7 separate regions of the Mus musculus genome follow, and all the other regions are linked to region 1. Evidence: chromatin contacts called from public Hi-C, HiChIP or PLAC-seq, Micro-C and promoter capture Hi-C data. All regions are on one chromosome and are shown on one strand. The core of a region is the stretch at or near the end of the contact, and the rest is flanking DNA. Distances in the headings are between cores, read along the strand shown. Region 1 holds the start of Eif3j1 (eukaryotic translation initiation factor 3, subunit J1). Region 2 overlaps Frmd5 (FERM domain containing 5). Region 3 overlaps Frmd5 (FERM domain containing 5). Region 4 overlaps Frmd5 (FERM domain containing 5). Region 5 holds the start of Shf (Src homology 2 domain containing F). Region 6 overlaps Duox1 (dual oxidase 1). Region 7 holds the start of Duoxa1 (dual oxidase maturation factor 1).

Evidence for each region. Promoter capture Hi-C pulls out the DNA fragments that hold promoters and counts their contacts. Hi-C and Micro-C count contacts between places; a contact is called where the count stands out from the background. HiChIP or PLAC-seq counts read pairs in DNA pulled down with a chosen protein or histone mark.
Region 2: a contact with region 1 is called in an H3K4me3 HiChIP or PLAC-seq map of embryonic stem cells, with 7 times the contacts expected there. The contact joins the enhancer-like site here to the promoter of Eif3j1 in region 1. A contact is called at or near these places in 4 of 39 promoter capture datasets (the C10 cell line, the HPC-7 cell line, frontonasal cranial neural crest and 1 more), 12 of 115 datasets of contacts at active chromatin or transcription factors (the NIH/3T3 cell line, bone marrow-derived macrophages, craniofacial prominence and 5 more) and 1 of 9 other capture datasets (embryonic stem cells).
Region 3: a contact with region 1 is called in an H3K27ac HiChIP or PLAC-seq map of the NIH/3T3 cell line, with 3 times the contacts expected there. The contact joins the enhancer-like site here to the promoter of Eif3j1 in region 1. A contact is called at or near these places in 9 of 39 promoter capture datasets (the 3T3-L1 cell line, 3T3-L1-derived adipocytes, embryonic stem cells and 4 more), 3 of 15 datasets of contacts at CTCF or cohesin (the NIH/3T3 cell line, embryonic stem cells and pro-B cells), 8 of 484 Hi-C or Micro-C datasets (CD4 T cells, the G1E-ER4 cell line, embryonic stem cells and 1 more), 19 of 115 datasets of contacts at active chromatin or transcription factors (the 230-238 cell line, the NIH/3T3 cell line, T-cell acute lymphoblastic leukemia and 9 more) and 2 of 9 other capture datasets (embryonic stem cells and pancreatic islet).
Region 4: a Hi-C map of embryonic fibroblasts shows a contact between it and region 1, with 2.0 times the contacts expected there. The contact joins the enhancer-like site here to the promoter of Eif3j1 in region 1. A contact is called at or near these places in 1 of 484 Hi-C or Micro-C datasets (embryonic fibroblasts) and 2 of 115 datasets of contacts at active chromatin or transcription factors (embryonic midbrain and embryonic stem cells).
Region 5: a promoter capture Hi-C map of fetal liver shows a contact between it and region 1, with 3 times the contacts expected there. The contact joins the promoter of Shf here to the promoter of Eif3j1 in region 1. A contact is called at or near these places in 14 of 39 promoter capture datasets (the 3T3-L1 cell line, 3T3-L1-derived adipocytes, the C10 cell line and 10 more), 12 of 484 Hi-C or Micro-C datasets (B cells, CD4 T cells, CD8 T cells and 8 more), 13 of 115 datasets of contacts at active chromatin or transcription factors (the SCID.adh cell line, effector CD8 T cells, embryonic midbrain and 7 more) and 3 of 9 other capture datasets (adipose tissue, liver and pancreatic islet).
Region 6: a Micro-C map of embryonic stem cells shows a contact between it and region 1, with 4 times the contacts expected there. The contact joins the enhancer-like site here to the promoter of Eif3j1 in region 1. A contact is called at or near these places in 1 of 484 Hi-C or Micro-C datasets (embryonic stem cells), 2 of 115 datasets of contacts at active chromatin or transcription factors (fetal liver and trophoblast stem cells) and 2 of 9 other capture datasets (liver and pancreatic islet).
Region 7: a contact with region 1 is called in a promoter capture Hi-C map of embryonic stem cells, with 4 times the contacts expected there. The contact joins the promoter of Duoxa1 here to the promoter of Eif3j1 in region 1. A contact is called at or near these places in 8 of 39 promoter capture datasets (the 3T3-L1 cell line, 3T3-L1-derived adipocytes, cranial neural crest and 4 more), 1 of 484 Hi-C or Micro-C datasets (embryonic stem cells), 4 of 115 datasets of contacts at active chromatin or transcription factors (embryonic stem cells and pancreatic cancer cells) and 2 of 9 other capture datasets (adipose tissue and liver).

Annotation. Positions count from the first base shown.
Region 1 is chr2:122,026,576-122,030,817 of GRCm38.p6, forward strand. Eif3j1 (eukaryotic translation initiation factor 3, subunit J1) reads left to right here and starts at 2,005. Exons shown (of 8, transcript NM_144545.4): 1 at 2,005-2,149; 2 at 2,233-2,336. The coding sequence starts at 2,098.
Region 2 is chr2:121,546,710-121,550,951 of GRCm38.p6, forward strand. Frmd5 (FERM domain containing 5) reads right to left here. Exons shown (of 14, transcript NM_001360084.1): 14 at 1-2,523. The coding sequence ends at 1,946. Among named protein-coding and RNA genes, the nearest start is that of Wdr76, 42 kb to the left of the region's middle. Within about 2 kb of position 2,267, at least 13 of the 459 cell types and tissues checked have an H3K27ac peak or open chromatin away from gene starts, as enhancers often do. A contact at or near this core is called in embryonic stem cells, where this site is marked.
Region 3 is chr2:121,573,852-121,578,093 of GRCm38.p6, forward strand. Frmd5 (FERM domain containing 5) reads right to left here. Exons shown (of 14, transcript NM_001360084.1): 5 at 2,471-2,568. Among named protein-coding and RNA genes, the nearest start is that of Wdr76, 69 kb to the left of the region's middle. Within about 2 kb of position 2,255, at least 28 of the 459 cell types and tissues checked have an H3K27ac peak or open chromatin away from gene starts, as enhancers often do. A contact at or near this core is called in the NIH/3T3 cell line, muscle stem cells and stem cell-derived neural progenitor cells, where this site is marked.
Region 4 is chr2:121,598,401-121,602,642 of GRCm38.p6, forward strand. All of the region lies in intron 1 of Frmd5 (FERM domain containing 5), which reads right to left. Among named protein-coding and RNA genes, the nearest start is that of Wdr76, 94 kb to the left of the region's middle. Within about 2 kb of position 2,536, at least 38 of the 459 cell types and tissues checked have an H3K27ac peak or open chromatin away from gene starts, as enhancers often do. A contact at or near this core is called in embryonic fibroblasts, where this site is marked.
Region 5 is chr2:122,366,730-122,370,971 of GRCm38.p6, forward strand. It overlaps Shf (Src homology 2 domain containing F), which reads right to left and starts at 2,418. Exons shown (of 7, transcript NM_001374011.1): 1 at 1,918-2,418. The coding sequence starts at 2,403.
Region 6 is chr2:122,346,630-122,350,871 of GRCm38.p6, forward strand. It overlaps Duox1 (dual oxidase 1), which reads left to right. Exons shown (of 33, transcript NM_001099297.1): 33 at 641-1,343. The coding sequence ends at 763. It overlaps Shf (Src homology 2 domain containing F), which reads right to left. Exons shown (of 7, transcript NM_001374011.1): 7 at 2,263-2,910. The coding sequence ends at 2,724. Among named protein-coding and RNA genes, the nearest start is that of Shf, 20 kb to the right of the region's middle. Within about 2 kb of position 2,347, at least 251 of the 459 cell types and tissues checked have an H3K27ac peak or open chromatin away from gene starts, as enhancers often do. A contact at or near this core is called in embryonic stem cells, fetal liver, liver and 2 more, where this site is marked.
Region 7 is chr2:122,312,028-122,316,269 of GRCm38.p6, forward strand. It overlaps Duoxa1 (dual oxidase maturation factor 1), which reads right to left and starts at 1,703. Exons shown (of 10, transcript NM_001305262.1): 1 at 1,643-1,703; 2 at 1,372-1,417; 3 at 905-1,021. Duox1 (dual oxidase 1) reads left to right here and starts at 3,645. Exons shown (of 33, transcript NM_001099297.1): 1 at 3,645-3,733. The coding sequence starts at 3,676.

The DNA.
Region 1 (4,242 bases), core at 755-3,254:
GCATGTATCATTTATATGGTGCTAAGGATTGAATTTATGGCCTTGTGCATGTTGGGCAAACAGTCTGCCAACTATGTTACATCCCCAGGCTAAAAAGTTGAGGTTTTTCTAAAAACAAAGTCATTAAAGATATTTTATCTGGAAGGAAGCAATGTTATTTACTATTTATTCAGACAGGTTGGGACAGATCCTGGATGCATAAGTCTTCCTTCCTAGGGTCTTGTCTTAATTTGGATTCACGACTGGATCAACATGTATTACAATGCTTTACTCAATTTATTGATTTAAACATTAGTCACATCTAACATTCACAGCGATTAGACTGGTATTTGACTAAAAGCTAGGGGACATAGGTACCACAGTCTAGTCAAGCTGATAAATAGAATTAGCCATTCTGTTGCCTTTGACCTTAAAATAGTTTTCAGACTGGTTCCTTCCTCTCCATTGTCACTGGCTTAATTTGGGCTTGAGTTATCCTTGCAGAATTAATTCATTCGAGTTGGAAATCGCATAGCTCAGTGGTAATGCAAGGAAGGCAGAGGCTCTTGGTTTTATCCTATACTTATGTACTAGGTACTTTGTAAAATCATAAATGGATTTTTTTTTTTTTTTTTTTTGGTTTTTTGAGACAGGACTTCTCTGTGTAGCCCTGGCTGTCCTGGCACTCTGTAGACCAGGCTGGCCACCACGTGTGCCACCACGCTGGGCGGATGCTTTCTTTTATAGAGCGTCATCTCTCATTTTAATAATGCTGTCGAACAGCTGAGCGTGGTGGCGCACGCCTTTAATCCCAGCTCTCGGGAGGCAGAGGCAGGCTGATTTCTGAGTTTGAGGCCAGCTTGGTCTACTGAGTGAGTTCCAGGACAGCCAGGGCTACACAGAGAAATCCTGTCTCGAAAACAAACAAACAAACAAACAAACACAAAAAAATTGCGGTAGAACATTTCTTGAAAGACCACCTTATAAAATGTTTACTTGTAGACGAAAAATACACAAGAAACGGAAAGTACTAAGAATGGCTGATGTGTGTCTGTTTTTTTTAAAGACTTAAAACCTAAGCTCATGCCTTTAATCCCAGCACCTGGGAGCCAGCCTGGTTCACAGAGCGAGTTCCAGGACAGCCCAGGCTACAGAGAGAAACTTGTCTTAAAAACAAAGCAAAACAAAACAAAAAACTTTAAAAACAATGAATATATTGGAAAATCAGACAATATCTAAACTAGCTCCTTCCTTCTTAATGTCCTTACTGGGAAGCCCTGTGCCAAGGGGGAGAGAATTTTGCTCCTTTTAGGTTCTTTTTATCAGTTTACCTGTTAGAATGCACTCAGATGAGCACCACAAGCCTTCTCTCTACCAGAAATGCACCGGAGCACAAGTCACTTGGTTTCTCAAACTCCAGCTTCACCAGTGCCTACCGCGGGCAGAAAACTGAAACTTCCGTCGTCGTTAATGCTACCTTTTTAACATCTAACCTCATAATGCTTCTTTTTGTTGCAGCCACTGCACTGTGTCGAAATCTGTTTACATAACTATTTTGCTACTGTGTTGAGGACAAACTAGAATAAGCCTGGGACGGACCACGGAACTCCGAAATGTTTTCGCCAAAACAATCACCGTGCAGGACTTCGGGTGATCACCGGAAGGGAGAACCAGGGAGACTTGGAGTATACTTCCATCTCCGTGCCCGAATGCTAGGAGGCCACGGGATATCTGCCCTGTCCACTTCCTCCTCGCTGCTCGCCTGCTGCCGGCTCACGATCAGCCAGCACTAGAAGACCCACTCGCTAGCCGAGCACCGCCCGACTCACGCGTGCGCACTTCCTTTCTCTTCTCGCGGGGGGTGGGGGATGAGGGGGTGAGGGGTGTGGCTTGGGGGGACCAGGCTGGTCCGCGTCTCCCAGCCCAGCGTCGCCCCACCCCGCCCGCCCCGCCCCTGCCGCGCGCGTCGCCCGTGGGGCGGAGCCTCTGCCGGGCGCCCAGTCAGCCACTGTCCCAGCCTGCCCTGCGCGGGCCAACGAGAGCCAGCCCAGTGACTCACCTCTGCCGCGCTAACTCTTCGCAGCTCTTCCCATCGCACACGCTCACCCCCGGTTCGAGATGGCGGCGGCGGCGGCGGCGGCAGCGGCGGCGGGGGACTCAGACTCTTGGGGTGAGCAGAAGTTCCGGCCCAAATGCGGGCTGTGGCGGCCCCGCTCCCACGCGGGTACTAACGCGACTCGCTCTCTTCCGTAGACGCGGACACGTTCTCTATGGAGGACCCGGTGCGGAAGGTCGCGGGCGGCGGCACGGCCGGCGGGGACCGCTGGGAAGGCGAGGACGAGGACGAGGACGTGAAGGTAGGTTCGGGCCCGGGAGCCAGGCTACGCCCGTGGGCGCCGGCTGCGGGCGGGGAGATCGGGCCCCCGGGGCGCCGCCCGGGCCTGCGGGCCGTGGGTCCCGCGTGAGCTTCGGCCCGGAGGTTCCCTCGGCTGGACGGCCATGTGGGCAGCAAGGCGGCAGCTTGTCCGGCCGGACTCTGCGGAGGGTGGTGACCGCCTGGGCCCCAGCCCTTCACCGAGGGTCGGCTCTCTGGCCTGGAACCTAACTGGAGACGAGAAGTGACAGCAGCAGTCCGGTCGGCCCACGTGCTATCTTCGCAGTCCAGAACCTCTCACCGAAACTAGGCGAACAGATCGGGAACTCGGTTTCAGTGTTTGTCCCATATGGAAAGTCGTGGATCCGCTTTTCCTAGTTCGGCTCTCCCATGTGTCAGTAACTTAGGTATGATTGTGAAGGCCGGTAGCTCGTTTGAGCGATTAGATGGAGAAAATACATTGAATTTTCTAAACTAGAATTGGAGTAGTAAAACAACTTTTAGCTCTCCCTTCCCCCACCCTGTGGTAAGAAGGATGAACTGAGAGCACTGAGATAACCATCGGGTTAGTGGACAGAACTGTGAACTCTGAAAAACAGAGCTAACAGTTATTCATCTACACAGGGACAGACAGGCTTAGAAAAAAACCCCAAAGAGTTGGTGGTTGTGGTAGACCAGGGGCCAGTGGTTTGTTTGTTTTTTTTTTTTTTTGTATTGTAAATTCGAGTCCTATTCACCTTTATTGTTCTTAAAAACTCTCACGGGCTCATCTTACAGCTTTAGATATACTGTTTGGATTTTTCATTTTTACTCTGAACTTTGCTGAAGTGTATGTCTACTTTACCAGACAGCCTGAATTTGAGGAATGAAGTGATCTTTGTGTACATTGAAGTTAATAATGAAGTTAATAATAGTGCTGTTGACTGGCTACTTACGTGCTTTCTTTATCTATTGTATGTATACACTTGGGCATGGTTTGTTACCGACCTTATATTATCCTATCACGGCAGATTTTCAGTTTTGACTTTTCACTTTTCCTAGGAAGTAGAAGTTAGGACATCTTATAAAGTTAAAGAAGTTAAAGTTGGGCTGGAGAGATGGCTCAGCGATTAAGAGCACTGACTGCTCTTCTGAAGGTCCTGAGTTCAAATCCCAGTAACCACTAGCCACCCATCTGTAATGAAATCTGATGCCCTCCTACAGTGTACTTATATGTAATAATAAATAAGTCTTGGGAAAAAAAAAAAGTCAAGAGATGGGAGTAAGTTTAAAACAAAACAGGGGACAGTGGGGGGAAAGTAAAGGAGGCGGGAATAAATGCCAAAAGGTTGTTTAAAGCTTTCAGTAATGATGCCATGTAGTATCTACCTGGGGTTATGGAATGTAAATGGTGTCATTCCTGATGTTTATAATTCGTATCACTTAACAGTGGTTGTGGACCTTCCTGGTGCTGTGAACTTTTAGCTTGTATTTAACATGTTGTGGTGACCTCTCCCAAGCATAAAGTTATTTTTTGCTACTTTATAACTAATTTTGCTGCTATTATGAATTGTAAATATCTGATGCAGGATATCTGAGCTCTGAAAGGGTTGTTGGAGACCCACAGTGAGAACCACTGTAAGTTGATAAGTGTAAGAGCTAACTTTGGGGAGACTTAGAGGTGAGTTACTTGTAAAATCCACGTATCCACTCACTCTTTCAGTGCAGACTTACTTTCGTATACATAACCAGTCTTTTTTTTTGGTATTTTTCAAGACAGGGTTTTTCTGTGTAGCCCTGGCTGTCCTGGAACTCACTCTGTAGACCAGGCTGGCCTCAAACTCAGAAATCCGCCTGCCTCTGCCTCCCGAGTGCTGGGATTAAGGGAGTGCACCGGCTGACATAACCAG
Region 2 (4,242 bases), core at 1,017-3,516, 480 kb before region 1:
TCATGTATCCCAGACTGGGATTAACTCACTGACTGAGGATTGCCTTGAACTTCTGATCTTCCCGTCTCCCTGCTGAATGCTGGGACCACGGGTATATGCTACCACACCTGGTTTTGTGTATTGTTTGAAGTCAAATCCAGGGCCTTATACATGTTAGAAAAATACTTTACCCTCTGAGCTACACATCCTCAGCCCTATGTTTTTATAAAATTTTCTCAGAGCAAGCCATGTTCTTCTATGCATGCATTATCAGAGGCGTGCTAGGGTGGCAGAGCATGGTCCACAAAATCAAAATTTTATTAAAAGAGGTTTGTTGACCTCTGGTCTAGATAAGGATGTCATCTTTCTTTAAAATTATGTAAATGCCCTCCCAGCATCTTCAAAACCCCATTTGTTTGTTTTTGGGTGTTGTTGTTGCTTTTAATGGCTGTCATATTCTGAATGTGGACATGGTTCTACCCCAGGCAACAAATAAGGGAAGCTCAAATATTCTACCGCCCAATCTGTTGGGGCTGCTCCGCTCCACTGTTTTCTGGTCCCAGGAGTGTGCCCTTTGACTGTCCTTTACGTGAGTCCTTGGGCCTCAGATGACTTGCGGTCTCCCTGAGATGAAAACATGCTCTTGTGTGTTATTGGTGGTAAGAAGTGTAGAGGCTTAGGGACTGCAGCTCGTGCGTGTGTGTGTGTGTGTGTGTGTGTGTGTGTGTGTGTGTACACGTATGCTGCTGTGAGGGACGACACTAAGTGCTCTTAGACCTTGTTTCCAGGAGCAGGGGTTGACCCTAAGGGTGGCATTCCTATAGTAAGTGCTGGTCTCTGCCATGGTCAAATTCTGTCACCTGTAGGCATTGCTTAGAGGTCCTGCTTAGTGCTTCCTGGTCCCTTCCAAGGCCGCTGCTCCTTCTCGATGCCTTCCTCAGATCTGTCTCTCTCTTGCATCTTTTGATTCATAAAGTGAAAACAAAATAGGAATAGATAGGAAAATAACATTTTGCTGTTAAAATAGAGCTTGAAATAGTCTTTTTTGGGGGGAGGGGCATACTGTAACAAGACAAGCACAGCTCCCTGCGGCTCTGCAGGCTCTCGTGTGACTCAGCACAGGTCTCTGGTAACTGTGCTGTGGGACATCTCTGACCGCACACTCTGGCACCACTTTGACACCCCAGAAGCACTAAAAGTCTTGAGGTTCTTCAGAAAGAAAAGCAAAACATTAAATACAACTCAGGTGTTCACTAGGCTCTAGTCTAAGGGGACAGACTTACCCCACCCCTTCCACTGCTGCTGCTGTAGCTGTGGTCCCTTCAGATGCACTCTCTGCTCAGATTTGAAAAAACAAAAACAAACAAAAGGGAAAGAAAATCCAACTCAGACTATCGTAAGAAGCAACTTTCTATTTAATCATTCTACGCCGTTTACTTTGTGAAACCTTCCTGTCTGGCGAGGAAGCCATTCCTGCCTGCCCACAGCCCCGGCCTGCCCTGCTGGGTCTCCCGGAACCCACTGGCACCAGTGAGAAAATTGCAGGGTACAGAGGACAACAGTCTGAGTCTTCAGCTAGTGTCCCATCTACTGGGTGACACTACTGCAATCATCAGTCTAGTAAAATAAGTGACTTTTATTTGGATACTTTCAAAATAATACACATCTATGAAAAACTAAAAGTTCAAACCCCCAAATTATTCTGCATATTGAAGGATGAGAAACATTTGAGTTGCTGAGCCTTTCTCGGAAGAGCCTCTGAAGAAACTGAATGTTCCCGGTTTACAGAGCATTAGCCTATATCCCTTTCTTCTGCTGGGAAAGAACCCTGCTAGGCTCAGTGGACTTTGAGTCATGAGAGGACTTGGTGTGTGTGCCGATGGTTCCGCGATGGGTCCCATTGCTGGGAATGGGTAGCCGGGTTCCTTGGTCCACCCGGCTAGTTATTGGGAGGAGTCATGCCTTCTCAGGTGTCAATGAGCAGGCTCACCACTGAGCGGATTTTGCAGGCAAACCATCGCCTGAGGGGACAAAAGTATTGATAGTGGAATTGTTCAAACTCGGGGGTCTGGCGGATATCTCGGAAAAAAGCAACGTCAAGGTCAGACTCAGTAAGGATGATCAGGAGGAGGAGCAAAACAAAGAGGAGTCCCATGGTCACAAGGAGCAAACGGAGAACACTTAAAACAAACTTATTCACCTGTTCTTGCTCTGACCCGCCGTGCCCCTGACACAGGGCCCTCAGCTCTCCTCCCAGGGCCTCCGCCTCTGTCGCAGTCGGGGTGCTGGCCTCCGACTCCTTCTCCTCCTCAATGCTGCACGTGGCCCCGTTGATCTGCCGGGAGAGCAGCATCAGCTCCAGGCTGTGCTCGGCTACAGGGGTGGGCAGCACACTGTCTGCGGGGCTGTAGGCCTCATCCGCTATCACAGCGACACGTTCATTGCTGTCTGCCCGGCTGCTTCTCACGTGAGGCAGGAAGGTGTCCCCATGGGAAGAGGACCGCACTGGGGTGGAATGGGCACTGTCTCGTAGCGACTCAAGGCCTGGAAAGGCGAAAAGCACAGGAATTAGCTTTCCGGGTCACAACATTCTTTCCTATCCAGTGGCGTCAGCTCAGGTCCTTAGGTGGCTGCTTATGCTCCACGGTACAGCAGCAGTAGCTGTGGACTCCATATGCAGACATCAAGAACAGGGCAAAAGAAGTACCCAGTGGACATTTTAAAAAAATGTTTAAAGTTTTCATTTGTGTCTTTCAACAACTCCATAAAGTGGAGGGGGTGAATAGTTAGAAGTCATGTGGCTCAAGGCAGAACTGCGGATGGAATCCAAGCCTGTGACTCACAGTGGGGGTCTATGGGATGCAGGGCACATAAGTAAGTCTGCAGCCTGCACCTGCCTTGGGACTCAGGCACCCAAGGAACTTGGGATTAAGAGCCGTTGCCCCAGAACTCTGGATGCTTTGGCTTCTCTGTATTTCCTGATGCGGCCGCTGGCACGCATGACAGAAATACTTTCTGCGTCACTGATGAAACAGAACTCTTTAAGCCCTGTCTGTGGCCTGATCCTGGCACATGACACCCTCTAAAAGGCCTGTCCCCTCACATGGACATCTATGACAGCCAGATCTCCCAAGTATGACCAGCTTTGGTGCCAGCAGCCACTTCAGTACAAAATATCTTGGCTTGTGATTAATCCCTAAGCTGGCTGAGGAAGGAGAGTGAGGCTGACATCAGGACATCGAGTCAGAAGCTATGGCACCTACTAAGCTGTCCGTGAGCTCAGCAGACAGGAGGATGGGCAGACAGGCATTTCTAGTAGAATGCCTGACCACCACAGTTGTTCACCAAGCATGTTAATGTTCTGTCCTCTCAACAGAAGACTGCTTTAAGGTCATTCAATATCAGGCCAGTCCTGAACAAGAAAATGTAGCCAGCACCCCTCCCCATTTCTCCACCCTCTCCCTTTTCCCTCCCTCCCTCCATCTCAAAACCTTTTTATGGATCCATTTTTATCTCTTGTTGTATATGAAATGTATCTCATTCAAAATGTTATGTATCCTTAAATTATCCAGAAATATCACCATAAACCTTTAGTATTGATTATGGAGTAACATCCCACTTTAAACGGTTTGTCTTGTATTTTAAATCAAATACATGGCTTTTGGGGTTTTTTTTGTAAGTTATCATTTAGAAGATTAGGTTCCATTATGGCAATTCTGAACAATCTCTTGCTGCCCCTCCCCCACCCTGCTCCCCTGAACTGCCCCACCCCAGTACCCCTTTTTGTTGCCCTTCCCCCACCCTGCTCCCCTGCTCCCTGAACTGTCCCACCCCAGCACCCTTTTGTGCAATTTCATAGCACACTGTATTCTCTTTTCTCAAAATGGCTCATTTGTTTTTCAAAGGCGCCATCTCTTGAGTCCTGCTTTGGCTTTAACTCACTGAGTAGTCAAAGATGACACTGAACTCCAATCCCCCTGCCATCACCAAACGCTGGGAATACAGATGTATGCAACCAAGCTTTATCAAACTCAGAGCCTCGTGCATGTTACCCAAGCATTCTCCCAACTGAGCGACATTCCTAACCCCTCATCACCCCATGGTCTCCTTTCTGGTTTTAGGACCACTCTCACATATGTCAAGATTAAAAGGTAGTATCTGCATGGGAGAAAACACGTAGTATTTGTCTTGAGTCTGAGTTACCTCCCTTAATGGTGTCCAGATATGTCCATTTTCTACAAGTTTTCATATTTCAGAAGATTC
Region 3 (4,242 bases), core at 1,005-3,504, 450 kb before region 1:
CCCTGTTCTCGGAGGCCACAAGTAAATCAGCAATAAAGGAGCGAAAACCTGTAGTGTGCTCCTCGGCCATTCAGGAAGGCTTGGGAGCTATGCTCTGCGTGGCAGCAGCACACAGTGGGCTTGGGCAAGATGACAGGAACCCCTGGGAGCCAGCTTAGATACCCAGATCCCATCCTGAAGAGTTTAGTAGGCACAAGAGAAGTTGCTGACTGAGACTACATCCAAGTTCAGCATTTAACCATCAGTCCACACAGAATAGGTTAAGTACATTTAGGGTTCACCGCGGGCTCATCAGGCAGGCCTGCCGCTATGGAAATGGTTATAATCCAGGGACCAAGTACTGCAGCACTGCATTCTAAGGCTGATTTCCCAGTGCTGTGCTCAGTGCCACACCCAGGAAGTTCATGTCTCCGGCAGTGGGGTCTCTGGGAGCTCATGCAAATACCGTCTCTTGTTCACCCACTCAGAAACCAGCTTTTGCCACATAAGGTGCCCCACCCAAATGTAGCTCAGAAAAGGAAAGAGGAGTCTCCAACAGCTTCCTGGCTGTCCCTCTCCTTCTCTTGGAGAGCCAAGTACACTTTAGCTGAGGCAGGCCGAATACTGGGAGGACGGCAAGGCACAGTCGGGGAACTCTCAGAAGCAACTAATGGGGAACTTGCCAAGAGATTGCTGGCAGGAGGAATGTCAGACCTGTGCTAAGAGGGGCTCCGGCTCTGAGGGGGCTCTGGCTCTGAGGGGCTCTGGTTCTGAGGAGCTCTGGTTCTGAGGGGGCTCTGGCTCTGAGGGGCTCTGAGGGGGCTCCGACTCTGAGGGGCTCCGGCTCTGAGGGGGCTCCGGCTCTGAGGGGGCTCCGGCTCTGAGGGGACTCCGGCTCTGAGGAGGCTCCGGCTCTGAGAGGGCTCTGGCTCTGAGGGGCTCTGGCTCTGAGGAGCTCTGGTTCTGAGGGGGCTCTGGCTCTGAGGGGCTCTGAGGGGGCTCCGACTCTGAGGGGCTCCGGCTCTGAGGGGGCTCCGGCTCTGAGAGGGCTTCGACTCTGAGGGGGCTCTGGCTCTGAGGGGCTCTGGCTCTGAGGGGGCTCTGGCTCTGGGGGGCTCCGATTCTGAAGGGGCTCTGACTCTGAGGGGGCCGTTCCAGGACCAGTCCAGGACATGTCGCAGCTGGACTCAGTGCTTTCCTCTGCAATTATGGTACCTTCCAAGTTATCCAAGGGCTAGGTATGGCAGTGGTAGATGTCTGTAGTCCCGAGTACTGGGAAGTCTGAGGCAGGAGAATCAATCACTTGAGCCCAGAAATTCAAATCTAGCCTGGACAACATTGTGAGGTTATAATTCAAAAGCAAAAAAACAAAACAAAAACCAAGAACCAAAAACACAGCCAAATTCCAAATCCTTTGGATATTTCTCTTATTTAACAAAAGAAATAGCTTTCCTTCAGGGAAGAGTGACCTCGAACCTTGAGGTCATTTACTTTGATTTTATTTGAAAAGCTTCAAGGGGAAAATGTTGATGTTGGCCACCAATACTTTTTTTGAAAAAAAAAAATTCAATATAATTATCAGGGTGGACCCAAGGAAATGACTTTGTTAAAAAAGTTTAACATGGCAACCAGAACAGGCCAGGCTTCCTTTCAAAAAGAAAGGGGGACTCTCTGGGTGCCTCATGATGCACGAGCTCTTTCTGCACTCCCCATTTGACTGGTACAGGAATGGCCCCCCTCAGAGTCAGTGCCCTCGAGGGGTTCACTTTCCCATCTTAGCACAGGTCTGACACTTCTCCTGCCAGCAAGCTCTTTGCAAATTCTCCATTAGTTGCTTCTGAGAGTTCCCTGACTCATAATCAGGGGTTCACGGTTTTTTTTTAATGGAAACTTCATGGTCTTATGTCCAAAACAATCCTGTGGTTAATGACAGTTTTAGGCAGGAGGACTAAGAAAATTCTGAGGTGGCTCTTGAGTGCTCTCAGCGTTTTGTGAGAGAAGGGCCTGGCGGATGCCCCACACTTTCTTGACACATTACCACAGCTGGTCTGGAAACCAGCAGCCAGAGGCTCAGCTCTTTCTTGTCAGCTTTGAGAAATAGCTTCTCACTTGAGAACACTTGAAACATTGAACACTCTCAGCAGAGAGTTCCCATCATGCCTCAGACTTCGGTGAGTTGTGTGTGGGGGGTGAGGGGGTGGGGGTGGGAGCAGGTGATTCCTGATTACTTCCCGGCATCCCAGAAACATTAGCATGCAGGGTACAGCGCAAGCCTGCAAAGGTCCAGATGACTCAGGGGCTAGCCACGAGGCCTTGGCTGCGGCAGGGCACTGGGCTTTTGGCTCTGGATGGCGCAGGCAAAATCCTTTAACTCAAACACTGCTTCAAGTTAGAAGCTGTTTTGATCTAAGAAGTCGTCATCTGTGGTAAATGGAATAATGTAATCAGGACTTAGCATGAAAAGCAAATGTATTCTGTCCAAAGTCATTACCTTGAAGGATATAGGCCGCTAACAAGGCGGCATCCGATGTTTTACAGAGAAGACGGCCGTGGTAGAGATCCCTTTTGATCTGAAGGAAGACTAAGTACCTGCGGAGACAACAGAGAACGAACTAGAAAGGATTGCTTTCGTTGCTTTAAAGACACAAATATGTAGTATAAGCCTATCAAAATCCTTGTCGGGAAATTTTTCCTACATTAAATTTTTTTTCATACCACAAAACAAATACATTTTCCATTTCCTCCCAGGCTCTCGGATACTTTGCTCTGCACTGTTAATTGTTTAAGGTTCAGATCAAAAACTTACTTGTATGGCTCAACATAGACATATCACTTCCTGGAATAAACATTCCCCAAGCCCCCATTCCACACTGCCTCCACAGTGCTGGGATCTGGAGGGAGCCAGCCCCTGGTGGTCTGTTACAACCAGAAAAAAACTGTGCTGTCAGAGATGGGGAAATGGGCCTGTCTCGGCCTCTAGAGTGGAATACTGGGTGAAGGAAGAGATCAGGCGGGGTTTTCGGTAGATGTCCCCCTGCAGATTATTGACAGAGGTCAATCAGATCTCTCCAAATGCAAATAAAAAGTGAGATGTGAGGGGCTGCTGAGATGGCTTGGCGGTTAAGAACATCTACGGCTTATGACACTTGGTTCCCAGCAACCCTGTTGGGTAGCTTTCAACCTGTTGATAACTCCAGTTCCAGAGTATCTGACATCGTGGCGCCCTTATCTAGACACACACACACACACACACACACACACACACACACACACACACACACACACACACACACACTTTAAGATAAAGCAATTAGGGCTGGCGAGATGGCTCAGTGGTTAAGAGCACTGACTGCTCTTCCGAAGGTCCCGAGTTCAAATCCCAGCAACCACATGGTGGCTCACAACCATCTGTAACGAAATCTGATGCCCTCTTCTGGAGTGTGTGAAGACAGCTACTGTGTACTTACATATAATCAATAAATAAATCTTTAAAAAAAAGATAAAGCAATTAATTAAAACTGTGAGGAGTGGTACACATGTAAGGGCATAAAAGCAGGAGCTGTGGCTAACATCTCCTTAAGCACGGAATGTACACGTGAGGTAGAGGCAGGGTATCAGGAAGAGGAGCCTGTCCCTACCCCAGTTCCTCTCTGGAAGGGCAGATGCTGCATGACTCACATCTAATGTCTCATTTACTTCTTTGTTTTGTTTTGTTTTTAAGATTTATTTATTTTATATATCCAAGTATACTGTAGCTGTCTTCAGACACACCAGAAGAAGGTGTCAGATCTCATTACAGATGGTTATGAGCCACCATGTGGTTGCTGGGAATTGAACTCAGGACCTCTGGAAGAGCAGTCCATTCTCTTAACCATTAAGCCAGCCCCTCATTTAATTCTTACCCAGCACTTTGAAAAGGATGCTATTACAACCTCCACTTTGTCCAGATAAAGCTGAGGCTTTAATGGTTTTCTCACAGACACACAACTAAATGGCAAAGGCCAGATCCAAATCCATGACGTCGGGACTCCTGACCCTGGCTCTTTAATACTGCATCATACTGCCCTCTGAGACTGTAACTGCTCTGTAGATTCTCAAATGGTTGGGCAGCCCCTGGCCCACTGGGATGGTTTGGAAGTGTCTTTACCAAGAGCGTGCTGACCCGATGACCACATTCTCACAAGTCTCCCAACAAGAGCAGACACAAGGCTACAAGGTACAGTCCTTGAGTGGGTCCCCGTGGCCAGGAGAACCCCGTGGAAG
Region 4 (4,242 bases), core at 1,286-3,785, 430 kb before region 1:
GACTGCCCATAAGCCCTACAAACCCCGTGCCCTAGGTCTGCTCAGGCTCCGCCCACCCCCACCCCGGGTGAGATGTCACCACTGTCTGCTGCCAATTGAACATTGCATTATTTCAAGGCCATAAAGTCGTTGGAAACCACTGGGAACAACACTCAGCTGTTGGGTTCTGAGAGCTTCTCTGGGCAAGGCTCTAAAGTGACCTCTAGGTCAGGGTTTTGATATGTGCACAAGTGATCTGGGGAAAGTGAATTTTCTCCGATCTCATGACACTCAGTGATCCACAGTCCTGCTGCTGGCCCAATGTGTCTGTGTCTACCTTTCTTTGAAAGACAGGAAGTCTGGTACCCAGTGAGCGCCCACACTGGTCACAGTCAGGGCCTTTGTACATGATCTTCAGGAAATAGTTTTTGATTAATTACTAAGTGAACTGGGCCAGGCTAATTGGCAACAGCTGATCTTACTGGATGGGCTGGCGTCTCCTGGGTCTTCAACTCTATTACCTGGTGAAATCAGAGTAGGAAAGGACAGGGAAGAGGCAAGATAGGCTAAGGCTGTTTTGGGAGATGCTATCTCTGTACAAATCTAAGTCTGATTTAACCTGAGAAAATAACACAGTGTCTTAGTAACTGCTCTATTGCTGTGAGGAGACATCATGACCAAGGCAACTCTTGTAAAAGAAAGCATTTATTTGGGGGCTTGCTAACAGTTTTGGAGGATTAGTTCATGATTACCACACTGGGACACAGACAGGCATGGTTTGGAGCAGTAGCTGAGAGCTTTACATTCTGACCTGCAGGCAGCAGGCAGAGAGAGAGAGAGAGAGAGAGAGTGTATGTGTCTGGACCTGGCATGGGTTTTTGAAATCTCAAAGCCCACCTCCAATGACACACCTCCTCCATCAAGGCTACTCCCACTCCAACAAGGCCACACCTTCTAATCCTTCCCAAACAGCCCCATTAACTGGGGATAAAACATTTTAATATACAAGTCTATGGGGGCCATTCTCACTCAAATCACCACACACAGGATTAGTCTCATGGCTATAAAACGTTGTCTAATTTGCTTTTATCCTATGGGATATACTTGGCGGGGCTGAGGGAGAGGGGCTCTGAGTAGGAAAACAGGTCCAGCCCAAACAACACTGAGTTGTGTGCAGTACAAGCAGAGCTCCAGAATATCTGCTTCTGCTACCAACATACAGACACAGGCAAGAACAGTTCTGCACTCAAGAAAGCCTCTAACTGGGCCCTAGCCACTGAGAAGGAATTAAAAGCTCGATATTGGAAAAGACTAATCACTACATTTGCTTAATTATACTAATATAAAAGGGCAAGCCTTTTTCAGAGGAATGGCAAAACCCACTTCTGTGCTCCTAGACTCATGCAGATCGGCACTAGGATGTCTGAAACCCCAGGAAGCAGTCAAATGTCCTTTAATGGGCAAGTTGCACATGTATCTGGGGATTTCTCTATTATCTAACATTTTGTCCAACTTTCTCAAGCATATTCCTGATATCTGACTAAAGTTTACGGGATCTCTAAGTGTCATGCCATCTCAGATCAACAGGTGGTTAATGGTAACCTGGCACTATACACCGGCACTGTTATGTTACAGCTCTGGTTGCTTTGGAAAGAGACTCTGAGATAAGAGTTTAGCAAGGCAGAATTGTTCCTGGGATCAATGGCCATGGAAGAAAAGGAAGGAAGCTGACGGACCAGAGGGAGATGCTAAACATAACCCTTCCATTGACTTGGCTGTACCCTGAAGAACCCTGGACCTGGGATGGCTCTTCAGTTGTTTTGGTTTAAGTCATGATAGCAGGCCTTTTACATATTCTCCCTGGGCAGTATATACCTTAAACTGTCAAGCCATCTCTTCAGCTTTTTTGGGGGGTGGGGGATACTTTTCAAATAAAAAGTTTTAAATTATGGAGAGCAGACATTAGCTGGTAACCAGCTCCAAATACCCCAGCCTAGGGAACCATGGAGGCAGATTAACAGGAGGCTCTGCACAACCTTCCCGCACACCCCAAGAGCTGTTCTTAGCCTTCTTTCACACCTGCATATCCTGCTCAGCATCACCTGTATGGGCCAAAGGTGGCCATCAGCTCAGGACAAGAGAAGCTGCTGCCTTAGCAAAGAGATGTATTGCTGAGCTGCTCCCTGGGGCATGTCCCTCCCCAGAAGTATCTCTCACGTTGTTCTCAGGCATGTGCTTTTTAGTTTGTCAGAGATGCTTAGGAAAACATCCACTGCAAGCCAATAAGATGCCAAGTGGACAGACTGGGCTCGGGGGCAGCCACTGAAGTGCACTGCAGACAACATCAGACTCCAGGAAAGAATTCTTTCTTTCTGCCCAGATTGACTCTAGCGACGAGGGTTGACAGGACAGTTCTCTCAAGTTTCCATTGGATGGAGGGTCAGTCTTATTCTTGGGCAAAGGGAGAATCCCTTTCAAATGGTGGTGTGATAGAAGCTGCCACACCAGAAGTGTGGAGGAGTGATATTAACTGAAAGAATTCACAAAGGAAATGAGTCACTGGCTGAGCTTTGGGGGTGGGGGCACAGGAATCTACTGCCTTAGGAGTGGACAAACAGTACAGCAAGAGCAGGGCATGGGCCAGGGAAGAACTTAAGCTAAATGTTATGGGACAACGGCAGATCAGTTTAGAGGGGCAGACAAGGGCGAGGTGGTGGAGCGCTGGCGATATGGTGGAGGGCGGGCGATGCCTGCATGATCGCTGTATTGTAAGTGATGGTAATGGGTGTGAGGATTTTAAGCAGGTACTCTTAGGGATTTATGTGAATTATTGACCGGAGGATCCTTTCAATGAGGCTATGAATGGTATGGATAAAGAAACATCCAGGCAGCAGAATACACCGTATTTACTGAGGAGGGGAATGACAGAAAATCAGGATTGGCGAACAGTCTCATCTCAGCAAGGAGCCTGGGAGAGCAGGTTGAGAAGCTACGTTAAAGTGAGCATTAGCACAAAGACTTTGATGAATGGGTCATTGAGTAACGACTTAATTAAGGAAATAATTAAGATTTCTTAGATCATTGACTTATTTTTAGAGCACACTGTTTTGGCAAGTCCTATCTTTGAAAAAGGTGTTTGCTAGAATACATTTTCTTCTTGAAGTTACTAATATTGTAGCTAATTATCAAAGCATAGAAATCATATTTTATGTAAATAGAGGCCTAGACATTTCTACAGAGAAGAGTAAGGTCTCACTATAAAGTCTTGGCTGGCCTAGACGTTACTATGTTGACTAGACTGGCCTCAAACTCATGGGGCTCCTCGTGCCACTGCTTCCCGAGGGCTGGGATTAAAGGGATGAGTCACCAATCCAGCTCATATTTTCTTAATGCAGTAAATTAAAGGCTGGGCTTGTAGCTCGGTGGAAGAGTGCTTATCTACCATTTATAAGGCCCTGGGTCTGATCTCCAGTAACACACACACACACACACACACACACACGCACACGCACACGCACATGTAATGAATTGTATCTAACAAATAGAATTCTAAGTTTCCCTTTCCCAGAATGACAAACAGGACTGAAACTGAGCCTGAGTCTGAATGATAATGTTCAACTCTGTGGGCTAGCAATCATTTTCACACTAAAGAAAGCTCTGTGCAGGAAGCAATACCTCTGAGGAGGAGGAGCTGTGCAAAAAGGGTCTCAGCTTTAAGGCTGGCAGTCAGGAACTAGATTAAAAAGGGGACGTGGTGGTGCCCACCTGAAACCTGGCAGTCGGGAGGCTGGGGAAGGAGAAGGAAGGTCAAAACCTGACAGGGCTCTACAGGGAGTGAGCCTCTGTCTCGACATAAAACAACAACCGAATGAAGTTTATTAAAGAGAATTGCCTGTGCTCAAGCATTGTCAAGTTAGCTTTGGAAGCTGCAAATTGCTTTTACTTTTAAGTTGAGTCTCTCCCAACTCATTTACGTTTTCATTAGCTAAGGGACACTGGGAAATGTGGTCACATAAATTTCTTCATTGATTGAGTTTTACAAGTTATGGCTGCTAGGAATTCACCATTTAGCAGTGTGTGAAGGTCAAGAATATGGAATTCCAGCTAAAATCTGAACTGACGGTCTTAAAGACCAGAGTCTCTAGACATATGCCCCTCCTTCCCATACAGCAAAATCTAGCTCAAAGACTCCTGCTGGGAAGCAGGCATTTCCAACTGCAGTGACTCAGGACTCATTACGAGATCCAACAACTTGGCTTTCCA
Region 5 (4,242 bases), core at 1,168-3,667, 340 kb after region 1:
AATTCTGTTCCTAGATGGTTGGGAGTTGATTGATTTCTGAATAACGAGGAGCCTAGGTCAGCCCATGGGACAGCTCAGATGCTACATCCTGGATCCTTTTATCACACACACCAAAGAAAGCACAGATTGTGTGGCTCCTGGGAGAGCCTGTCGGATTTCATTCCTGCCTCCATGGCTGGCTGGCAAGAGACTCAGACACTCTTGAGCATCCCCTCCCCCACAGGTCAGAGCGGACCCAACTGAAGCACAGACCAGACAGTCTTGGCAGGAGGGGTCTGAGGGTCTGTGCACAGGGCTACTGCTCCTTCCTTCGAAAAAAAGGAAAGGAAAGCCATGCCTTGGGAAGCCCTGACCCTTAAGCCACCCTGTTAATGGATACGCACCATTTCAGGACACTGGGTCAGACACTTTGGAGACAGAGAACTGACCAAAAAAAAAAAAAAAAAAAAGGATGTTTTCCTGGAGGAGCCCACAGTGTGGTGGGCAGCCTGTTAGGTCATTCTAAGCCACTACAGGAAGGAAAATAGCCAAGGACAGCTTAGACCATGGGCCAACAGCCAGTGGCCAGGGAGGAGGAGACTGGTCCACGGGGAGGACAGGGCCATACCACCGTCTCACCATAACACCAGGGCAATTAGGAAGGAGACTGCAGGCAGCCTGGGAGAAGTGCCCTTGGACCTCCCTCTTCAGCTTAAGCATGATGAGCCGGCATGGTCAGCCATGCTCTATGGCAAGAACCATGGGGGAAATGATTCACACATCTGGGGCTCTTGTTCTGACCCCAACACACCTCTTATCCAGCAAGCCTACCAGGACAGCAATCTTTTGGCGGAAAAAGCCCAATTCTGAAACCTGAGGATTCAGACATTAACTGCTCTCTAATCAGATAAAGATCTCTACTGAGGAGAGATGAGCAAGCCCTGGAGGAATGAGTTCTCAGACATGAGGAAGGCAACAGAGCTGGGGTAGCTCCTACCTCCCATTCAGGGAGACTAAGGATGGCTTTCAGCTGTTTATCATCCAGGACAGGATAAAACTGGAATTAAGAAGGAAGGTAGATGTCCTGAGAGACAAACTATTGGGAGTCTTCCTCCAGGGCCTGCAGATCCAGTCTCTCTCAGAATGGACTGAGAAAGAGGAAAGCCTAGAGAGAGGAGATAATGAATGAACCCCATCACTCGGCCTTAACTGGGCAACAGGTCCTGACCACCGAGTGTCCTCATACTTGGGGGAACACTGGAAGGAGTGCGCCTGTACCCCAGGGGTGAATTTCTTCAGGAAGAGCTGGACATTGCCCATCTTGGCATCCGGAGTACAACAGTCCCCCCCCCCCCCTAATCCCACTGGGAAAGGCAAAGGCCAGCGCTCGCTGTGTTCACGGAAGAATCTTAGTTTTCAGCCCCTTTCTGGGCTTCAGACCTGCAAAGATGCCTGGACTCCAGGACCGGGTGGGAGGTGGGAGGAAGGAGAAGGGGAAGAGGAGGGGGAGAGAAAAGCTTTGTGGAGGGAAGAGTCAAGAGATCAAAGGGCAGAGGAGCTGCTGCTCCGGAGAGGGCACAAAGGCCATAAACCGGCAAAGGGAAGGGAGGGGTGCTTCTCCATGCCCGTTAGAAAAAAGGTTCCAGGATCAGGGTTGGACGGGTTGCAAAGCTGAGGACAGAGCCATTGAGGGAGGTCGTCCCTAGTCCTCGGGCCCTAACAGGAAACAGGGCAGAGTTTGGGGACTCAGATTAGTCGGTGGAGAAGCTAACAAAGGGGTTAAAATTTGAGCCCCCGTGTCAGGGACTAAGCTTATGTCAACTAGAAATACTGACTGCGAAAGGCTGAGTCCCAGCCAAGCCACCTTTGTCCCTCCCTAAATCTCCAGACCTCAGACCACCACCCCTCCTGGACACCCACGCCCGGCGCAGCACTCACCCTGTCGCTGCTGGCAGGGGGTCCGGAGTCCGGAGGGGGTGCTGGGGGGCCGGGGGTCTCGACCCGAATGAGGCGGTGCGGGGGTGAGCCGTGGCGCGGGGGCGGAGTGGGGCCAGGGACCGCAGGGGTGGAAAGGGCGGCGGACGCGGACGGGCCCCCGGAGTAGGGGTCCTCGAAGTCGCGGTCTCGCTGCAGCCGGTAGGCGGCCAGGATGTCCGGGGGCGGCGCAGGGGGCGCGGCCGGGCAGGGAGCTGGGGGGCGGTAGTCGGGCTCTGGGGGGGCGGGTTTGGCGCCCCCTCCACCGCCGCCCCCGCGAAAGCCCAGGTGCTCCCGCAGCCACTTTGCGACTCCACCGCTGCCGCCCCCTCCCGGGCCGGTCCCCGCACCCCCAGCCCCGCGGCGGGATCCCCCAGGGCCGCCCCCCGCGCTGCCCTGCGCCCTCGGCCCCGGGCCGGAGCCCGTAGGAGGAGCTCCGCTCAGTAGCATGGGGCCCTCCCAACTGAGCGAGCAGACCGCGGGCGGCGGGGGCGGGGCGAGAGGGGGCGGAGCTGCGCCGGCGGGAGGGGCGGGGCTCGTCGTCAGTGACACGAGGGGAGGAGCCCGCTGCCTAACGGGGACCCGAGGACTCTGAGAGGAGTAGATGGGATGCGGGAAGCAACTGCGCCGAGGGTGAGTCCTCCACATGTCGTTACCCGTGCTCCTGTGGGGCGCTCTCTAGTCCCATCTGCTCTTTGCACCTCCCAGTTTGTGTCAGACGCGGGAAGATGAGTCCCCAGGCACATCCTGCTCATCCTGATTCCTTTCCCCCAAACCCAAAGACCCAAACATTTTCGAAGACGCTGCTCTTCAGATGCGCCTATTACTGCCCTCACCTTGGGAGTACCGCCTACCTCTTCCTATCCCTTAACTCACACCCAAACCTAGGTTGCCTTTCTATCCAGGCAAACTTCTCACGTGGCATGCAATCAGTTCTCCAGAGACACCCATTGCTCCGATGTTTCCACACCCAACCGCCAGCTTCAAATGCTTACAACCCTCGCACAAACAATCCCCATCCACGCTTACACCGGCCCCCAGCAGGCCCACGCAGCCCTCACAGCTGCCCTGCTTTCTTGTGGAAATCCCTCAAGCTCCACCCTGGGTTTGTCAATCTGTCTGTGACAGAATAGAAACAGACAGATCAATAAATCAAGCGAGAAACAGGTCTAATGTTGTCAATCACCAGCCCCTTACCTTCTCAGGGCTCCGATGATGATGCCTAAGAGCCTGGAATTTTGTCTTAGAAAGGAAGCAGGTTCACCAGAAGTATTGTAGCCCTGAAGGCCAGCATCTCTCCCTCTCCCTCCTCCCCCTTCCTCCCCCTCCCTCCTCCCCTCCCTCTCCCCTCCTTCTCCCCTCACTTCATGGGGTATAATAGAGAAACTAAGAGGTTTACATTCCAGAATATACAGTTTAAAATACTAACTACTGATGCAACGGTGAGCATAGAGATGACAGGTTCCTGAGGATATTGTAGCTAACCCACAGGAGAAGGTCTCCTCACTCACCCAATGGGAGGGGATGGGAAAGGCAATGGACTGCCAACTCCTGGGCCAAGACCACGCCCTTGTCCTATCTTAGAAAGGGTGATAGGGGTTGTTGTCATGCAAATTAAGGGTGATGAGCGATCTGAGCACAGCCCTTGCTCTGTAGTCACCTTGCAGTCAGGCCTCCGCTCAGACTCATGGCAATCCTGTTGCTCAAGCTTTCCCAAGGCAAGTTCTGAGGTTGCAGGTGTGCGCCACCACACTACTGGTATTTGCTTAAAAAATATAAAGTGATTCTGGTGGTGGTGATGGTGGTGGTGGTGGTGGTTTGAATGAGAATGGTCCCCATACGTTTGTTAAGGATTGAGAGGTGTAGCCTGGTTGGAGGAAGTGTGGCTTTGTTGGAGTCACCGAGGGTGGTCTTTGAGGTTTCAAAAGCCCATTACAGGCCTAGTCTCCACCCACCTCCTCTCTACTTGATGCTTGTGGATCGTGATGTAAAGCTCTGAGCTACTTATTTTTCCAGCAACATGCCTGCCTGCCCGCCCGCCTGCCACCCTGCTCTCTGCCATGAAGGTAATGGACTAACCCTCTGAAACTATAAGCAAGTCCGACATTGAATTCTTTCCTTCTATAAGTTGCCTTGGTCTTGATGTCTCCTTATAGCAATAAAGCAGTGACTGACACATGATATACACCCATAATCCTAGTAATTGGGAAGTTGAAGCCACAGGATCAGGAGTTCAAGGACAATGTCTTGTTGAGTTTGAGGCCAGCCTGGGCTGCCTGAATTTTTGTC
Region 6 (4,242 bases), core at 1,097-3,596, 320 kb after region 1:
AGTCTACTTCATATCTTAGTTCTCGGCTCCTTTGATCACCCGAGGACTGAGCAAAGCTCTCAATCCTAGTCTATCAAGGAAACAACTGGTTACTGCTGAGAAGTCATCTCTTGGGAGACTGGTATGTTACAGACTGGAGAAACATAGATGGAGGGCCACCCTAAGGTAGGAAGGAAGGAAAGACGGATGAAGGGAACAGAGATCTGCCAACTCTGAAGTCTAAGTTCATCCACCAAAACAGAAGAGCTCAGTAATAGAAATATTCCTTACTATACAGTCAGGGCTATACTCACCATTAATACTAAGCCAGCTCTCCCCGTGGATGTGGAACTAGTTTTCGCCATGAACAGTGAGTGGGCTGGCTGCAGATAACTTATACACCAGGCTGTCCCTCAATTTGAACATTGACTCAGTTGGTCCTTTTACACTGACCTAGCACTTACAAAATTGAGCTAGACTTACAGTGAGCCAGCCCTCACCATACACGGTATAAAATAAACCTTGAGTGTGAACACTGGATGGTCTTTAATAGGACCATAAAGCTAACCTGCACCAGGAACATGAACCTGGCTACTGTTTTGAATACTGATCCAGCTCTACCAGTAAATATGTTCATCTTTGGCTCTTCCTCCTTCAACAGGTCCGAAAGATTGGAGTATTTAGCTGTGGTCCCCCTGGCATGACCAAGAATGTGGAGAAGGCTTGTCAGCTCATCAACAGGCAGGACAGGACTCATTTTTCTCACCATTATGAGAACTTCTAGGCCTCCTGCCCAGCAACTATGCCCACTACTGCCCTGCTGGGACAGCAGGGGCTTTGGCCTGTGCCTTAACCCAGTACTCATTTCTGGCCACCTCAGCCTTGGCCCTTCCCACCTGCCAACTTGGTTGGTCCAAGTAGCCTCGCTCAGGCATCATGTGTAGGCTCAGAGATCTCTAGGGCCAGAATGTGTCTTGAGTTTGTCGAAGGAGCACTGTTTAAGAACTATAGGTTCAGAAGTAGGGGAGCTTTTGGGTTGAGACAAAGTGAGAATTAAGCAAAAACTTGACAGTAGACAACCTGTCAAGTTTTTGAAAGTGAGTCTGAGTGATAGTATGGATGCTGGCGTCTTCAAGTCCTCTTCACTGTGTTCTTCCTCTCTTCAAAATGGTTGGGAGATGTCTTAGAGTAGCCAGGGGCAACTTACAGAAACCCTCAGGACCAGCCTAACTGAACAACTGATCTCTCAAAATGTAAAATGTAGTCAGACCTTTCTGTGCCCACTAACCGCCTGGAGCAGTGCCCCTCAGCCCCATCTCCCTCTTCTAGTGGTCTGTTTTGCAAATAAACGGTGTTTCCCCCTTTGGAGTTTCTTTTTTGCTGCCTTAGGTCAAGGTGGAGCTAAGGAAATCATCCACCCAGTGGGCTTTGCCACGGTGGTCCAGGCATCTCTCCAGTATCTACTGAATAAAAGCAGCGAAGACTGAAAAGCCCTTCCTCACTCTGGTGTTAGGCTGCTGACAGCGGATCACAAGGACAGAGAGGAGTCCTCAGGGAGCTGCAGTCGGCCTGGCTTCCTCCAGGGCATCAGCTATTCTAGCTCTGCCCTGAGACAAGGTCTTCCAGGCAGCATGAGGAGATAGATGTCTCCTAACCCCTCTAGGCCTGTTTTCTCAGGTGCAAAATGGTGGGTCCTCTTCCTATCATTCAAAGGCAGAGCAACCTTCAGAGAGTTTCTGAAAAGGTGCCCAATGCCAAATGATCTATTCGGAATACCTCGTTTCTCAGATCACACATCCTCACTTTGGAGAAATTCCCAACTGATTCTAATCAGCGCTAATGCACCGCGGGCTTGGGTTGAGGCAAGCAAGGGGCCTCAGGTTGTCCTAAGAGGACAACCGTCCCGAGGGCGTCTGGCTCCCACAGAACCTGTCTGTGGAGCAGCGGGAAGGCCCCGGACCCACGGGGGTCGGCTGAGGTGCGTGGCCCCAGACCCGGCCACCAGAGGGAGCTAAGGGAAAGGGACACGGCGCGCCCAGCCAGCCAGCCAGGAGCGGGAGCGCGCCGCCTCAGGGAAGCGCGCCTCCCGCCCGCGTGGCAGCGCCATCCGCGCCGTCAGCCTGGCGCGCTGCCTCTTTGTCTCTCGGCGCCTCCCAGACAAACCGCTCGCTGCTGGCGGGAAGCCGGGCTCGCTCGGGAGCAATGGCAGGAGCGACGCGGCCTGGACGCCCCCTGCCCGGCGTGAGGTGTTTGGTCAAAGGAAGCGAGTGGATGCTCGGAAAGTGCTTTTCGCAGGCGGCCGGCGTCGGCTCCAGCCTCAATTTATAGTCGGGCTCGCTCCCCGCCCCCTCCCGGCAGCCCCTGGGCGGCGCCGGCAGCCGCAGCTCTGCCTGGCCGAGCCTCTGGCCCGGAGCCCGGGCGGCCCGCTGGGGACGGGGAGAAGGGAGGATGCGGAGGGTGGGTGGTGCGGGAGGGAGGTCGCCACTCCCTCCCTAGTGTCTGACTGGGGCGGGGAGACCCCTTCCTCCTCAGGCTCTCCTCGGTGCCCAGCTCCACACAGTCCCTTTATTCCAAGGCCCAGGATTCCCTCCCCTTTATAATAAATTAAGGAATCTTCAGCGCCTGCTAGATCCTAGGACAAGGGGAAGCCAGGTTTCTGACATCATGTCCTTGGTAAGAACCGCTGCCCCCGTGCAGGTGACAAGGACTGGGTCCAGGTCTATCATAGTGCCCTGGTCTCACATCTACAGAGTCCGGATGGCCACAGGGTAGAGCAGGGACATGTGTTCCGCTCCCTTAATGGGCAGCTTGCGGCTGGCATAGTGGTGCACGATTTCAGGGACGCTGCTGAAGGGTGGGCTGTTCTGGCCCAACACATACTTGTGTTCCTTAGTCCGGGACAGCTTCATGTGCATGAAGCCCTGACTGCTCCTAGGAAGAGAAAGAGATCCCGGTGACCAGGGGTTCTCCTCAGTCCCCTACTTCTACCCCGACTCTCCCAGCAAGTGTGATTCCAAAGCCAGCTTCAAGTGGGAGGTGGACAGAGACGGGATGGTGGGGGAGGGGAGGGGAGGGGAGGAGAGGAGAGGGTTGAGTAGGTAGCATGAGGCACTGGCTTTGTGGTGAGGACGCTCATTGTACCAAGAATGTGTGTGTGGTGAGTATACAGGGTGTGTGCTGGTGGAAAGTGGGGTGCCCCGCACCCTCCAATTCTGTGACCCTAGCCCATAGCCTTTGGCTAAGGCCAGTTTAACCCTACCTGGACTTTTGAGACCGATTCATACAGGTCAGGCTAGTCTGTGTCTCCACCTCTTAATTATAGGTGTATGCCAGTGTATGGGGTACTGAGCCCAGAACCCAGGGCTTTGGACAGACTAGCCAGCACCTTAGCAACTGACTACAGCCCGGCCTTATGCTCAGTTTCCCCTTCTTGAGCTATATGGCAGCACCAGTCTGTGGGTCTTACACCAAGTCAGACCCTCTCAGTCCAGCCAGCCAGCCCTTAGGCCTGGAGTGACATCATCTGGAGACTCGGTTAGCATTACCTACCCAGAGTTGGGTAGGACAGACAAAGGAATTATGGTGTGGAGGTGAGATGAGAGGGCATGGGAGCCCCCCAGCCTGGAGTCTGATTGCAACCTCTTTCCATCAGAGAAGAAGCAAGCAGTTCCAGCACAACCGACATCTGCGGCAAAGGCGGCTGACACAGACTTAATACGTCTTTTAAATACAAAGATTTTATGTTGAGCAGGTCTTAAGGCCTGAGTGTGTATGACCTTGTGGAGGGGCTCATTCTTTTTCCTATACTATAGTTTGGTTGAAATTTGTGGGGCGAAACAAGCCCTTTCTACAGCAAAGCTGTCCCGCCTTCCTGTGTTCCCAGGGATTAAACTTTTACCTTAGTGATAGTAGTCCTATCAAGAGCCCACCAGTGATAAGACAGTCAGACCCAACCCAGATCCCGTATATGGCTACAGTAAGAACAAAAGAGAGCAAAGAGGTGAGGCTGCTCCCTCTCCCTTTAGGTACGGTGCTCACATGTGACTCTATCTTATTTTCTTCTGAGCCGTCTTTGTCTCTTAATCCTCATGCTTAACTATATACTAAAATAACTTTAATAAAAAAACCCCAAAGTCGGGCGTGGTGGCGCACTCCTTTAATTCCAGCACTCCAGAGGCAGAAGCAGGCGGATTTCTGAGTTTAAGGCCAGCCTGGTCTACAGAGTGAGTTCCAGCACAGCCAGGGCTATACTGAGAAACCCTG
Region 7 (4,242 bases), core at 453-2,952, 290 kb after region 1:
GAGGTTTTCATTGGGGCTCCTGCTATGAGTTGGGCACTTTCTCACTGAGGCTGGCCAATTCCTTCACTTTGGGGTTCTATTTTCTCACTTGGCTGGGGGGGGGCAGCCTTTAAGTACTTTCCCCCGTGTTTAGAAGTATTTTAGATTTAGTTACCTAGCCCTTACCTATCACAAGACGAAATGAATTTCCAGTGTTTATAGGACCAGAGGGTAGAGATAGAGTTAACAGTCTTGAAGAAGATCGGATCTGGAACCTCTCTCGAAGCTTGACAAGATTTTTTTTCCTAAAGCCTTCCTCTGCCCCCGCCCCCATCTACAGAACCTGCAAAGTAAGGACTGCTCGCTTTCTATAAGGGTAGTTTAGGTGACAGTCTAATATTGTCAAGCACTCTGATAGGTGAGACACGGCTACCGAAATATGATAGTTTATTTCTCTGATTGAAGTAAAGCCCATTAAAGGTTTACAGCCTTGCCTGGCTAAAGGAAGTCTTTTTCAGGACCGCCTAACCTAATCCTCCTTCCTAAGGAAGTTAGAGGTGTGTGTGTGCTGGGGGTGGGGGGAAAGCGGGGGTGTGAATTGGGGGAGAAGAGGTTGGGCGTGTGTGTGGGGGGGGGGCGGGTAGTGATGGGTGGTGGAGGATAGGGAACTGAGCAATCCAATCTACCCAGACTCCAGTTAAGAGAAATAAAGATTCAGTATTGACAAATCTTGTGACTCTCATAACCTTAAGGAGTTCGCCGTGCTTAAATTTTTTTTTTTTTCAAACTTTTCCTTCACAAATCCCCCCTTGATCTGAATTGGTCTGTGTAGACTCAAGAAGTGCGCCCCTGGAGGTCGGTACCGGAACAGCACTTCAAGGTCTGATCTCATACCTCTGAGCCCACCCGATCCATGGTTCCCTACCTTCCTCTCTTTCAGATACTGTGCGCATGGCACCTGGCGCTGCTCGTCTTTGGGCACTCACTCACAACGCTCCTGGTCGTGGGGATAGGGCAGGAACCGGGTCCAGACGTGGACGTCCTGTCGCCAAAACCATGCACTTTGTTCAGGCAGAATCCCTTCCAATTCCCCATTCTTCTAAGTCAATTGCGGACCAGGTTGTGACTCCCATAAACCCAGCCTGGTGTCTTCTCCGCCTTCCATTTCAAGTCATTGTCAACTTTCTCGTACTTGGCACTCCGCCCTCGAACCGAACCAGGGACAGACTGGCGTGCTAGGACAGCGCCCCAGCACTGTGCCCTCTGCACCCAACCCCTAAGATCCCCGATTCCTACCCATGCCAGCACCTCGGGCAGCTGTAACACAAACGAGGCTCACAGGACGGTGAGACCTGGGAGGTTCCACCAGGAAACCTGGTTATCTAGACTTACAGGTTTTGGGGACAGATGGATACCTTGCTTTGGCGACAGGTCTGATCTGTAGGTTAATGTTGGGAGATTTTGTTTTAGAGCCCTGGCCCCCGACTGTGTGGGGAGAATTTGGGAACAGCTCTCCTGCCCCACACCCTGTTTATCTTCCACCCTCTTCCTCAGCCCCCAAGAGTTGGAACTTGGGGAGAGAGACTTGCCCTTCCCGCCTCCCAAACGGCCAACGTGCCTGAACCCTCGGCACCCAGGAGCCCTGCATCCTACAAGGTCTCACCTTTCATGCTCCGGTCCCCTTTCACGCGGGTCCCCGCGCTAGCTTCTATTCCGCCCTACTGTGCCCCGCCCCAGAGCTGGGACGCGCTGTCCGCTCTTCACCCCCAGCCCCGCCCGCCCCGACTCAGAGCTGGAGAAGCTGCCAGAACGGAGGAGCGGGCTACAGCGAACCCGGAGTCATCCAGGAGCCTATCCGCAGTCCCAGGCTGGGGCGACCAGAAGCTAAGGTCAGATCCTTGAACATTTCTCCTGGCCCACGAAAGTGGGTGCTCCGAGAGAGAGGGCTCTAGGGGTGGGGACAGCGGAGGAAAGGGGTACCGGTGGTCCTCCTTTTCTGCGGAACAGGAATTGTAGCCTCGTGTGCCTCCAATCTTTCCCCGAGGCTAAAAGGAACCTTGCTAAGGCCTGAGCTCAGCACACTGACTTTGAAAAACTAGGGTCATCTGGTCCTGATAATGTTGAATGACCTAGTTTGTTTGGGCCTAGAGGGTTTCTTGGCACCATCACATTATGCCAAGGAGAGACTTTGTTGGTTCTTCAGTATACAGTTACTCCCTGGGTCTTCAGGATGGAATCTCTGTGGCTTTAACTCATTTCGCTCTCCTTCCCACCTCGGGGCCAACAGAGTCATGATTCTAAGACTCTGATTTGGAAAAATGGCCATGTGGACAAGAACCAGACAGGCGTGTACTCTCCCAGATCTGCCGCTGCCTGGGGCCTCATTGCCCTGGAGTTGTGCCTTCATTTCCAGATTGTTTGGGAAGTTACCACACCCAAGTGGCTGTGTAAACTGTTAAGGGTTACCTACCCACAGAGACGTTATTAGCATGGCTACTCTCTTTTCTAATTTGTCCCCAACAATTTGGCCTGAAAGCCTACAGGTTGTTAGGGATGGATCTACATTTGGAGTCCAGGCTCCTGAAGACTTGACTGGAAGGGGAAGGAGGTCAAACTGTTTGGATTAGGGGAACTCAACTATGGCCTGCCACTCTACCATACCCAACACACCACCTTCAGATCTCCAGTGCCCGGCTCCTCAATTATTACCAAAGGCCACACTCCAAAGAACCTCTAGATAGATGGAATAATGAGTTGGGGGCTGGGCAGGGTCTGGGATTTTGCACTTGTTTAGTAGGAGATTTGGGGAGTTGTGAGTCACCTGTGGGTTCTCACCTTCAACTAGATAGCACATTTAGAAGCCCAGGCTGAAGATGGGGCTTTATCTGAGCATGTGACTTTCAGCACCCCGCCTCCAATCTTCAGGTTGTCTTTAGGATGTCTTCAGGATGACATTTTGTCAGAGGAGTCCTGGCATGAGTTGCCTGCTGCCTCTGTTTACCTGTGGTCCCACATGGTTTGTTGGCCTCTGGAAGGCAGGGCTGAAGCAGGAACGGCTGGTGTGGTACTCCACTTGAGGTTCCTTGCAGGATCCTGCTTCAGCCTCTGCCCAATTTGCATCACACCTGTCAGTCTTCTTGGCTTGAATTCAACCTCAGCCTCCTGTTAGCCTCTGATCATGCTGTGGAGTGAACAGTTCAGGCACGTTCCCCACCGTGGCTAGGAGAGGATGAAATGGTTGGATCAGATAAATGGTTTACCTCAGATCCCACAGAGGACGAAGAGCAGACCTGAGACCTCAGCTGGGTTCCTCAGCTACTTCTTCCCAAGCTGGACTCCTGCAATGGAGCAGCCTCTGTGGGGAGCTGGGCCGAAGCAAGGGTGTCCAGGTTCTCAGAAACTAAAGTTCACAAGGGCAAGGTTGGCTTTGTTCTCTTCTTCACTGGCTCCAGAGCCGAGGCCAGGTCTGTACACAGCGCGTGTTGGTCAGTCATCTATTGAATGAACTAGAGGCCTTCCGAGAGAGTGAGTCTCTTGCTTTTTGCTCTCCAAGCCCATCTCCCTAGTCTTGATTCTTAGAGGCCCTGCCTTATCATGATTCTCTCGAATATTTGGGGCTCATCCTTCTATCCTCTGTTGTTCTAGGTCTCTGTTTTGAAGTATTTCAATATTTAATCCCACGTTACCATTTCCATCATGGGGTTCCACTTAGCTCTGGCCTGGATTCTCCTGGTTGGGACACTGGCTTCTTTGGGTGAGTATTAGAGTTGCAGAGGAACCAAGGTCTTTTGGTCTTTTCCAAAGACATGCCAATCATTTCTGCACCCTCAAGCAGATATAATACCCTGTATATACCAGGTGCTTGTTTCAAGCTATTGAGCAAATGGGTAGACAATAGAATGAAAATGGTTTTTTCTGGTGTGGGTCCCTTTCTCTCTCCTCTGTCTTCTATCCTGTTTTGTGAGGTAAGTTCTCCTGATGTGAAATAGGAAAGACTGAGTAGACACTTAAGACAGTAAAGCTTCCTGAAGTAAGCTGAAAAGGACTCACCAGTGTTTTTAAAATAAAATGATCTTGGAACAGGGGATACTATTTGGTGATAGAGCACTTGCCCAGCACATATGAGGCCCTAGGTTTCACCCCCAGTGTTGAATAAAAAAAAAAAAGCACAAGATAAGATAATAGCATCAGAGCACAGCAATTCCAGCTTTGGAAGTCTGAAGAGCTTTAGAATCGGTGGGTATTCGCTGTCGTGTAGGGCTC